Linked DNA regions of Mus musculus: region 2 is linked to region 1. A link is a contact called in public Hi-C data. All regions are on one chromosome and are shown on one strand. The core of a region is the stretch at or near the end of the contact, and the rest is flanking DNA. Distances in the headings are between cores, read along the strand shown. Region 1 holds the start of Cep290 (centrosomal protein 290). Region 2 overlaps Cep290 (centrosomal protein 290).

What was found. A called contact is a pair of places that touch in the nucleus more often than the background predicts.
Region 2: a contact with region 1 is called in a Hi-C map of erythroid progenitors, with 1.9 times the contacts expected there. The contact joins the enhancer-like site here to the promoter of Cep290 in region 1. A contact is called at or near these places in 1 of 15 datasets of contacts at CTCF or cohesin (the G1E-ER4 cell line), 2 of 484 Hi-C or Micro-C datasets (erythroid progenitors and round spermatid), 2 of 115 datasets of contacts at active chromatin or transcription factors (the SCID.adh cell line and embryonic stem cells) and 2 of 9 other capture datasets (adipose tissue and liver).

What each region holds. Positions count from the first base shown.
Region 1 is chr10:100,485,201-100,490,529 of GRCm38.p6, reverse strand. Cep290 (centrosomal protein 290) reads right to left here and starts at 2,948. Exons shown (of 54, transcript NM_146009.3): 1 at 2,778-2,948; 2 at 2,122-2,251; 3 at 1,891-1,968; 4 at 1,141-1,210; 5 at 337-383. The coding sequence starts at 2,223. It overlaps Tmtc3 (transmembrane and tetratricopeptide repeat containing 3), which reads left to right and starts at 3,183. Exons shown (of 14, transcript NM_001110013.1): 1 at 3,183-3,368.
Region 2 is chr10:100,522,934-100,528,262 of GRCm38.p6, reverse strand. It overlaps Cep290 (centrosomal protein 290), which reads right to left. Exons shown (of 54, transcript NM_146009.3): 26 at 4,860-5,033. Among named protein-coding and RNA genes, the nearest start is that of Cep290, 38 kb to the right of the region's middle. Within about 2 kb of position 3,297, at least 7 of the 459 cell types and tissues checked have an H3K27ac peak or open chromatin away from gene starts, as enhancers often do. A contact at or near this core is called in the G1E-ER4 cell line and erythroid progenitors, where this site is marked.

The DNA.
Region 1 (5,329 bases), core at 1,699-4,198:
TCAAAGTCTGGTCCTTTCCTACTGCATCCCCTCTCAGCTTCTCAGAATCTCGGTGTGGTTACTTCCCACACCCTTCCCCCTCAGCTGCTACTAAGCTTTCTATATGCTTCTCCAGACTGACAGCCCCATTCAGAAGGGATCCGTTTTTACTTCACTGGATGCATAATTCTTAGAACTCAAGTCACAAAAGCACATTCTGTGTAATGAATAAACGCATGAGCACAAAATCTTGTATTTTCCAATCTGGGAGGATTTGAAAACAATTTAAAATAATGCAATTAATAACAACTACAAGAAAATTCAAAAACAAGGAAATATAAAAGGATATATATATACCTCCAGTTCATTTTCCAGTTTCATTACTTTTGTCTTTAATTGATTTTCTATTTAAAAAAAAACACAAATGTTTTAATTGGTTAAGTTTCCTATAATCAGATTTTAAGTAAACTTTAATAAAATAGTACTGTTCTCTGTAAAAGATTCCATCCTTAACAGATACAGGAAAGTAATTATTATATACTAAATGCATAAAATATGCATTCTAGAAATGCCTCATGTAGAGAGCAGAGGAAGGCTTCAGTGCATGAGCCCTGAGTCAGTGTGTACTACTGACATGGGCAAAGCCACGTCAGGAACTCCAAATGTCTCAGGCCTATGGCAAACGGCAAAGCCTTCCCTCCTCGTCTGACTGTGGATGTTGACAGGGTGTGCAGAAAATGTCCCCCTAATGTTTATGGCTCCCTTATAGAGACTACTCCTACTGAGATTTGATAAATCTGCCTCCCTATTCAACAGCAGAAACCCTGCCTTCATGTTTATCTGTATGCACTCACTCGACTTTATGTTCAGCTATGCAACAACTCCACTGCTCTGGTCAAGTGGATATAATACAGACAGTGAGCTTCTGGGGTGGGGCAGTTGCTCCATTAGAGAGCCTGGTCCAACCGAAAACAACTGTTCTAAGTGTCTGTGTGTTTTCTTTTCTTCACCCCCTACCACAGCACTCAGGCCAGTACCTGGAACTGCACAAGGATGTAGCATCTTTCAGTATAAATTGAATACATATGTTATAGAATAGGATAGATTTTATACTGTCTAATAAGTAATGGAACCACAGTAGTTTTTTCCCAAGACATTTACCAAATTTTGCTTGTTCTTCTCCAGCCTTTTCAACTTCTTCCAAAGCGAGCTCTACTTCCTGGGCTTTCATCTGAACATTAAAACGAGAGGGGAAGAATCTGTATTATTTACACTGTAATGTAAACAGTGGGAATGGAAACTGTGTGGAATTTGCTATCTCAGTCTGTAGTGTGTACGATGACTAACACACAGAGACAGTCAGTAAATAGTTGTTGAATAAATACATAAGGCTAGAAATTCCAGAATGGCAAGACTTTGAATTATATCTGATTTTTCCGTTAAACTTTATAGCCATTACTTAAAATGTTTTCAATATCTTTTTTACTATCCCAATTGTTATTATTAATAAATTTAGTAATTCCTTCTTATAATTGGAACTAATCAGCTCTCATCCCTTCAGTCTATACAACACATTTAATGTTGCCTTCATAAGTACATTTCTTTACCAAGTATGATTTAAAAACCTTTATTCCCTTCTAAAATGCTGATAACCAAAATATACTCTCAAACTCTTGAACAGTATATCCCAAATTACTGGCCCCAAATATTTTTCTATATGCTTTTACCTTAATGTAAAGAATACATATTCTTTCTCAGTATTTATTTATGAAGAATCTAGAATCCTCTTATCATTTCATGTATAGCTTATAGGGGAGAGATTTTGTATTTTATTTGACCATATGATTCTTTATGACTCTTTATGTTTCTCCTAAAAAATATTTCTTTTCCTACACACTCTTTCCTACAAACCTTCATTAGAGACTGGGTAATTCTGAATAGATGTATCATGTTTTCTTGGTCTTCATTTTTTAGTTCATTTACTTCCACCTAAGGAAACAAACACACAAAAAATGGACTATTTCATACCCTGCACATTAAATACAAGCACTCTTCCAGTTATAGCATTCAATGATTTCAAGAAGCAATTTCAATTCATGACATTGTACATCAGGCTCTGTGTACAAATCATTTATTAAGTACCTTGGATAAAGATATCAATAATTTATCTGCTAACTCTTCTTGCCGTGGCAGGTCATCTGGATCAACTTTGATTAATTCTTTCCACTTTATATTAGGTGGCATCTTGAATTCTTTCACTGTCTCTCAGCCTCTACAAAGAAGCAGGTGGATTTTAGCATTTTCAAGGAAAATGGCCTTGCAGTGTTTACATGATCATGAGCGGTCTTACTTAACTCTCTAGGTGCTGGCTAAGAGCTATGGCTCCTGAACTGCAAAACAGATGCAGAGGCAAACAGCCTCGACGAAAATTAGTTCCCCTGACACAGGCTATACGATAATGTACACGCTAAATTATTATTTTCTTGCTAAGACGAATTCGGAGCTAAAACCCCGAGGCCCCTTTTCCAAGTCCCCTACCATCAATGATGGTACCAACTCCCAAGATGTTTGGAAGTTTTTGAAAACCTTCTGAGGAAAGGGGACCAGAGGATTTTTAAAGTAGATAAAAAGACTGAGCTAAATGAAGTGTTTGCGGAATCAAGCTCAATCAGGGAGGCCGAGACGACACTGCAGACAAGAGCGACAGAGGTCTGGATAGGTAGGGCTGCACCCTGTCCCTCGGGATTACGATCCTGTGAACGACACTAAGCGGCTCCGGCTCACGAGGATCCACCCACCGAAACCAAGACCTGCCACCAGCAGCAGTCACTCATCTACAGCGACCACCTCCGGGTTCGGCCACCGCCCCGGCCTCACGCTTCCCAGAGCGGTCCTCGCGCACTCAGGCTGCTCCCGCCAACTCTTCCCGACCGAGCCGAAGCGGCGCCGGCTGCTAGGCGACACCACTCCCCGCCCCCCAGCCTGCCAAGACCGGAACTAGGCCCCGGGATACCTGGGAAGACTACATTTCACGACCCTGGAAAAAGCTTTACGGCTCTATTTCCCCTCCAAGCCCTCCTTACTGTGGATGAGGGAGAGCCGTGAGATGAGGACTCTACGTCCCAGAGTGCAGTTCGGCGTCGCGGCTGTGCATCCTGGGATTGGAAGTTTTTGGGAAGAGCGGCGCGTTCCCGGCGTGCAATGCGGGAGTCTGCGGCCGCCCTGGAAGAGCTGGGGGAAGGCTCGGGAGGCGGGAGGAGCGGCTGCTAAGGTGCGGCCGCCCCGGAGTCCGAGCGTGGCAGGCTATGACTGTGTTTTCTGCGGAGTCCTTCTCCGGTCCACCATCCCAGAAGCTTTCCTGAACCGTCTCCTGGCGGAGCCGCCCTCAGGTGAGGTCGGGGCGTGTCAACCCACAGCCAGGAGTAGCTCAGGGAACCTTTGCGTTTTTAGGGAAGCGCTAGCTTGGGGCTGCCGAAGGGCTGGCGGATCTTGCAGAGGTTTGGGAAAGAGTCCTCCGGCTACTCAGGTAGGTGCGAGGGGCTCCCAGTTAGTGGCTTCCCTAAGAGGGGAGTCAATAAAAGTTTCCAGCCTCCTTGGTGTCTGGGAAAGTGGAGCGCCCCCACCCCCACCGCACCCCCTGAGTTCACGCTCTGGTTGAGTGAAGAAGGAGCGTCAAGATGGGGCAGCCTCCTGCAGCAGCTTGCGGATTGTAGTGCTTATTAGGTTAATAAGAGTGGAGTGAAGGCCAAGGAAAGAGGAGCCTTAGTGCGCCCAAGGCTCTTAAGCCGGGCTGGAGGGAGGGAGGAGGGCCATGCCAAGCGATGGCATTTTGCTGTCATTTGCTGGGTACCAAGGGAGTTCTTGGGGGAAAGTGCCTTCTCCTTCTCAGATGTTAATCTTCTTACTCAGGGAACTGTTGCCAAATGCACAGCTATTCTACACCAGCAGGTAACTTTAGGAGCTGTAAGCATCTATTTGAAAGAGTGCGTCTCGTATATATGTATGAATGTATGTATGTATGTATACGTGGATAGATATATAAGGTACTTATACATATCATACATAATAGATATTAAGTAATTAAAAGAAAAATGTAGACAGTTACATTTTTCTTTTGAAAAGATTTCTGCGGTTGAGAAAAACAAATAGCACAAAAAAATGGTATTTGAAACAAATTTTAAAGACGTTCTTCAGATTTGTAGGCCTGATTGCAGTGTTTGCTTTATTTCTAAATACTGTTTAGTTTTGGAATTATTCTTTGTGGAGATACAGCAGTATTATCCGCATTGTCCATCTAAGAGATTGAAGCTCGGAGAGGTTAAACGCTGTTTTCTTATTTAATGTGATGAACACAATCATTCATTCTACAAGCTAATGTTTGTGAAATGCGTGATATAGTTGCACTTCCCAGTTTCTCTTTTAAACGTTAATACTAAGCTTTACTTGTGTTTTGCACATTTAATTTTATGGCTTCATTTACTCAAGAGTTTGAATTATTTTTCCTGTTCATTTTGTCAGTAGTACTAAGAAATGAGACTAGTATTTATTAAACACATGTAATATGTTCACTAGTATACTACCTTAAGAATTTGCTGTTTTTAATCACAATACCTTGATTTTTTTGTATGATTTTAATACATATTTTCTATTACTCATTTACTATTTTTGTGTCATTTTATTGGTCTCTCCACCCCTGTTTCTCTTCATGTTCGTAATATCTTCAAGTAATAAATTGTATTCTCTTCAGAAGGGAGAAGTTCAAAGTCATTTATTAGTAACTGATGAAGCTAGGATTGTATATCTCAGTGAAAGTAACAACTTAAGTATATTCTTTATTAAATTCCATTCTGTAACTTAACGGTATTTTTGAGCTAATACGCTTTTCTTGGTATAAGAATACTGCAGGAAACAAATTATATTATGATCCAGGTTTTTATATTGCACTTACCTGTGAGTCAGGGCATTTAACTGAAGTTCTGGTTCTGCAGGTTGCTATATAATTTTCAAATGGCTAAGATAATTTTTCTTCAGAATTTCTCCATTTTTCAAATTTTTCCAAGAGCTGGTTTGTATGTGACAGTTCTATCAATAGCCTTGTTGCTGGAGCACTTGCCTGGACCTGTGTTCTATCTAGCCTGGGCTTGTATGAAGAGCTTTATCTAACCCAAATCACTTTGTGACAAAGCCCTGCCTCTTGTAATTGTTACCTCTGTTCTCTGTACCAATGGACTTAAATTCATTACCTGTCCTTTGCTGATTTCCTGAGAATCATACTGCTCTAATGTTTAAAATGTTGCATGACCATAAGAAGTGTATTAACTGAGGTATAGAGTAAAGGTGTTTATCAAGA
Region 2 (5,329 bases), core at 2,048-4,547, 37 kb before region 1:
TAGATCGCCAAGCATTCATTTTTACCACTGAATGTACCTACCCATCTTAACTAATAAGGACGAGTGAGGGTTTTCCCAACTTTCATGAACTAGAGCCTCATGCCTCATTCACACAAGCACTTAGATGCACATCCCTAGCACATCATCTGAGGCAGGTGCTAGATGTTAACAATAAAAAGAAATAAGCCAAAAGCCCATAGTTCACAGGCTTCTCCATTTGTGGTGTGTGTGTGTGTGTGTGTGTGTGTGTGTGTGTGTGTGTGTGTGTGATAGGAATTCGGGGAAGGTACAACAAATGATGGACAATAAGAAGGTAAATTAAAAACTGCATCAAAAGCTTCTAGACCTAGGAAGCAAATATACATGGTTCAGAACAAGAGGGGAGGAAGCAGGCATATCTATGTAAGAGCAGAATTTATACTAACACCAAAAGTATGAGAAGAAACCCATCTTGACAATCAATGAACCATGAAAAGAGACAATGTTCAGCAAACTCAACTGCTCTAAAGCAGTGTTTCTCAACCTGTGGGTTGCGATTCCTAAGGTGACTGAAGTAATCTTTCACAGGGGTCACATAACAACCACCAGAAAGCAGATATTTACATAATAATTCATAACACTAGCAATATTCCAGTTATGAAGTAGCAATGGAAATAACTTTATAGTTGGGGATCACCACAGAGAAGGTTGAGAACCTCTGCTCTAAAGCAAGACAAGAGCTGGAAAGAACAGATAAGGAAAACAAGGATCAATTAGGGAAAGGCTGTGTATTAGAAGACCTCTTCAACAACAAGCAATATTAAGAGCCTAGCACTTCAGATTTTGGAATTTAGGGAATGTGAGTCTCAATGAAGTATTACCAATAGTAGGTTGGCCTGTGTGCACCTGTATGGGGGATTGTTTTAACTAACTATTAATATGGATTACACCATCCATTGTGAGTTCAACCACTACCTAGGAGGCAATTTCTGATCCGGGTAAGCATGCAGAAATTTATATATATTTATATATAATGAAATATACAAGATAAAAATAAATAAAATATGATTGTTTTGTTAAGGAATAAAATTACGCCAAGTTTTATATACAATGAATATAAAATAAACAGAAACAGAGGCCTGAGGGTCTTTTAAATATATTGAGGGTTTTTTTTTTTTTTCATTTTGGGGTGTGTGTGTGTGTGTGTGTCCTTTCTGTCTCACTAATTTTCAGTCCTTTGCTGTTTTGTTTGACTATTGATTTTCTTCTTCCTTTTGGATGGAAGGTTGTTATTTTTCCTGTTTGGTTTGGTTTTGTTTTTTTAAAGAAAGCAAAAGAACATAAAGTCGAGTGGGGAGAAAAGTGAGTAAGATGTGATTGGAGGTGGGAAGCAAAACTATGATGAAAAGACATTGTGATTTTTTTTAAAATAAAAATAAATACCATACTACTCAATTTCCCTTTTTACCTTCACTTCACATGGTATTGCTCATATCCTATCCTCCCTGTACCCTAGGTCTTTAGTCCTTATGCCAGATGTCAGAGCCATTTTCTTTTCTGTCTCTCTTTACTACCCTTTAATTTTCCCCAATTTCAATAGTATCTTAGTGCTTAAATAATAAAAAGATAAAAACAAATCCTTTTGTTCATTTTATCACAATTTATATCTGTTTCTCCTCACCTATCACATTTTCCAGTTTCCCATCTGCCTTCCACATTATCTGTCCAGTGTTTCTTATTCTTTTCTTCTACTATTTCTTTATATTTTGAAATCTGATTTTTATAGTCTACATTCTCATGACACTTTACTCTTAAACGGTATCAACATTTTCCTGATCACTATAACCATGGCCCTATATTCATATTCTCTCTCAATTCTATCCCTCAAAACTCCTTTCAGAATAAATTAGCAGTAATTCCATGGTTTTAAACTCACATGGAAATGCCTTAAACATTTCCTCATAAGAGGTTTACATTTCACTAAAGGAGGCAGACATGTAAATACATAGTCATGATGTAACATAAATAGTAGAATTTTGTATTGCTATAGGTAGCAACCATAAAGAAGAAAACAAAATTGCTTTCAGTACAGGCGAGGGGGATGGCGGGAGGGGGAAACAGCAGTAAAACAGCTTTGAACTACAAATAAAAATTACTAAGATAACGAAAAGAGAGAAAACCTGGTTACAAAACAGATGTACAAAATGCATGTAAGAAAAAAACCACGATGCAGGCAAGTAGGAGCTCAGTGTCTAAGACAGTTTGTGAAATTTCTAAGACCAAGAAATAACCTAAGGTAAATAGAGAAATAATGTGATCTTTTGCCATTCAATTGAAGCCTAAATATGAAGTGAGTGACATGATGATAGTGTTTATGACAATCATTTAGTGGCAGTAAATTAAAGGAGATTTAAGTCTGGAGATAGCAGTATGAGAAACCACTGCAATGAACAAGGTATAGACAATACCATTAAAGATAGGCCATAAAAGATGTGATTATAATGTTAAAATTATAAATAAATTGAAGAAAGTATAAAAGTCAAAGAAAACACTAACAGATTCCCACTTCTTGTGATGCTCACTCATACTTTTGTTTGGTTGTTTGAGGCAGTCTAACTGACAGTGGCCTCATTCGTATACAGTCTAGGCTAGCAATGGACTCATGATCTAATTGTTCCTAACTCTCAAGAGATGGGATTGAAGGTGTATGTATCCACACTAGTCTCTAACAGTTTCTATAACTGGTGATGGGCTTCTGTAGTAGAGAGAATAGCCTTGAAATACTGAGGTTTGAAGTAGCTGTCAAGCAGGCCAGAAATAAATTAATTGACTATTTAAAAAAAAAAAAAACTTACAATCTTAAAGGGGTCACAAATCTCTTAAAATCTCTAATACTGAGGGATGGGCACTGAACTATGTCGTCTTTAAGTAAATTTTGGAAGCCTTGTTGAGCAACAGACAATAGTAAAGAATGAGATGTCCCTCTTCCAAAGTTATAGAAAGCAACAGAATTTCTATCTTCCTATTTAGACAATAGCTTGAGACATTGAAGTACACTAAGAGTACCAGACTGTGAGCTCCACTCACAGGCACATACTCTAGGAGACAAGCCCACCTGAAAATGAACCCTTCTCTGAGCCCTGGCTGGGGGCCATGTATGTGAGTGAGCATTTTCACATTGACCCCAGTACCCCTGCCACTCCCATTATCATTTTTCAATGGAATATTTTACTGAAAATTATTTTTCATACACTACATTCTGATCAGTTTCCACTGACCTAACTGTCATTCTGAGTCCTTCGATTCTTCCTAACCTAACAGACACTGCAGAACAAAGATAAGCTATCTGTAGCATGCTGACCGAGTTCTGACACCCAGAAGCCACAGCAAGAATAAAATAGGTATTTTATTCACTAATAAAAAGTGAGGAGTAATCGAGGAAGATATCCAACACCAACTGCAGGTCTTCACATGCACATATGTGCATATTCATCTGCACAAGGCAATGTGCCACATGCATACAAACACACATCCACATCCACACGGAACACCAAGGATACAAAGGTTAAGAGTCATGACAGAATGTCTAAGCTGCGTGAGACATGTGTTTGAGGGTAGGCACACCTGTGACTTAACATATATGCAGAGGTCTAAGAACAACTTTTGGAAGTCTGTTCTTAGTATTCATTTTGAAATAAGCAGTATTTTTATCGTTTCATCCTCTGCTACATATTGCAGACTAGCTGACCACAGGCTTCTAGGCAAGGCAGTTTTCCTTTCGCCGACTCCCTTCTTGCTATAGGACCAACAGTATTATGGGTCCATAATAATTGGCTCCATTAATTAATATAGGAAAACCCATCTTGACTGTGGGGACAGGATTCATGTCCTTATTAGTGGAAATGACTATATAAAATGGAGAAAGCAAGCTGAGCAATAGAAAATATTAATTGGTCTGCGTCTTGAATGTGTATACAACGTGACCAGCACTTTGAGATTCTGATATGTTGAATTCTACCATGATACACACTATCATGATCTGTGAGATCCTTTTTTAAGTTGTTATGAAGTGATTTAGTATGGAAACAAACAAAAAAAAGAAACAAAGACATATGCATTCCAAGATCCAAATGACTTGTCAGGTAAATATTTTTATATACATCTCCTTCATCCCCGCCCTGATTTTTAGTATTTCTATAACATGAAAGGATGGAAAACTGGAAAGCTCATCCAATATCTAGGCAATGCCACTAATAATGCATCCACAGTCAAATAAATCCATCATAAGAAATAGAATCTAGGGGCGGGAGAGATGGCTCAGCGGTTAAGAGCACTGACTGTTCTTCCAAAGGTCCTGAGTTCAATTCCCAGCACCCACATGTTGGCTCACAACCATCTGTAATGGGATCTGATGCCCTCTTCTGGTGTGTCTGAAGACAGCTACATAAAATAAATGAATAAATATGAATAAATCTTAAAAAAAAAAAAAAAGAAATAGAATCTAGGGACTCTGAAAGGGTCAGAAAAGAAAGAAATGGATACAGAATAGCATTTCCCTCTTTAATTACCATATCCTAGCTGTGCTGTGAAAGAAGTTTGGCTTAGCTAAATCATACAAGAGCCATAAGAGGATGACCTAGATAAAGTCACCATCAAGTCATTTGCAATTATAAATACATAGTATGTCACATGTTGGTATATGCATTGATATCCAGGACAAACCACAATTAGATAGATTATAACTATTATCATACCTCCAGCATTATTAGATAAATAAGAACCAATTTTAATCATTTGAAATCAGCAAAATTCTTACAGACCCCAGGATGCCCTAAAGTAAATGACTGGAATAACAAGGTTTAAAGGTCATAGACACTCACCTCCAGGTGTTCTAAGTTACTTGTTCTTTGAACAAGCATATTATCTTTCTGCAAGATGTCCCTGTACTTAGTAGTCAGCTCATTGTACTGTTTATTGGCTAGTTCTAATTCAGACAAAGAAACACTATTATCTATAACCTTCTGAAGAGCTGCAATCTTGAAGATGGCCATTTCCTGAAAAATAAAAAAAAAAAAAAAAAAAAAGGATATACCAAGTTAACTTTGCATATTTTTTTCTGGCAAAGCCTTAGTCACTTTTTAAAAAGAAAATTCAATTGAAAGCAAAATAGTTGAAAGCCATTTGAAAAATGTGTAATATTTCCTGTTATTCTTTCTCGTAGAAAACAATTATTTGGAAAGTTTTAATTAAGGATTTAAGTGAGTCCTTTTACAAGTTATCAGAGAAAAAGGAAGTACAATGAATTTGAGAAAGTATAGTAAGCAGAAGATATCTTTGGATACCTTCTCTA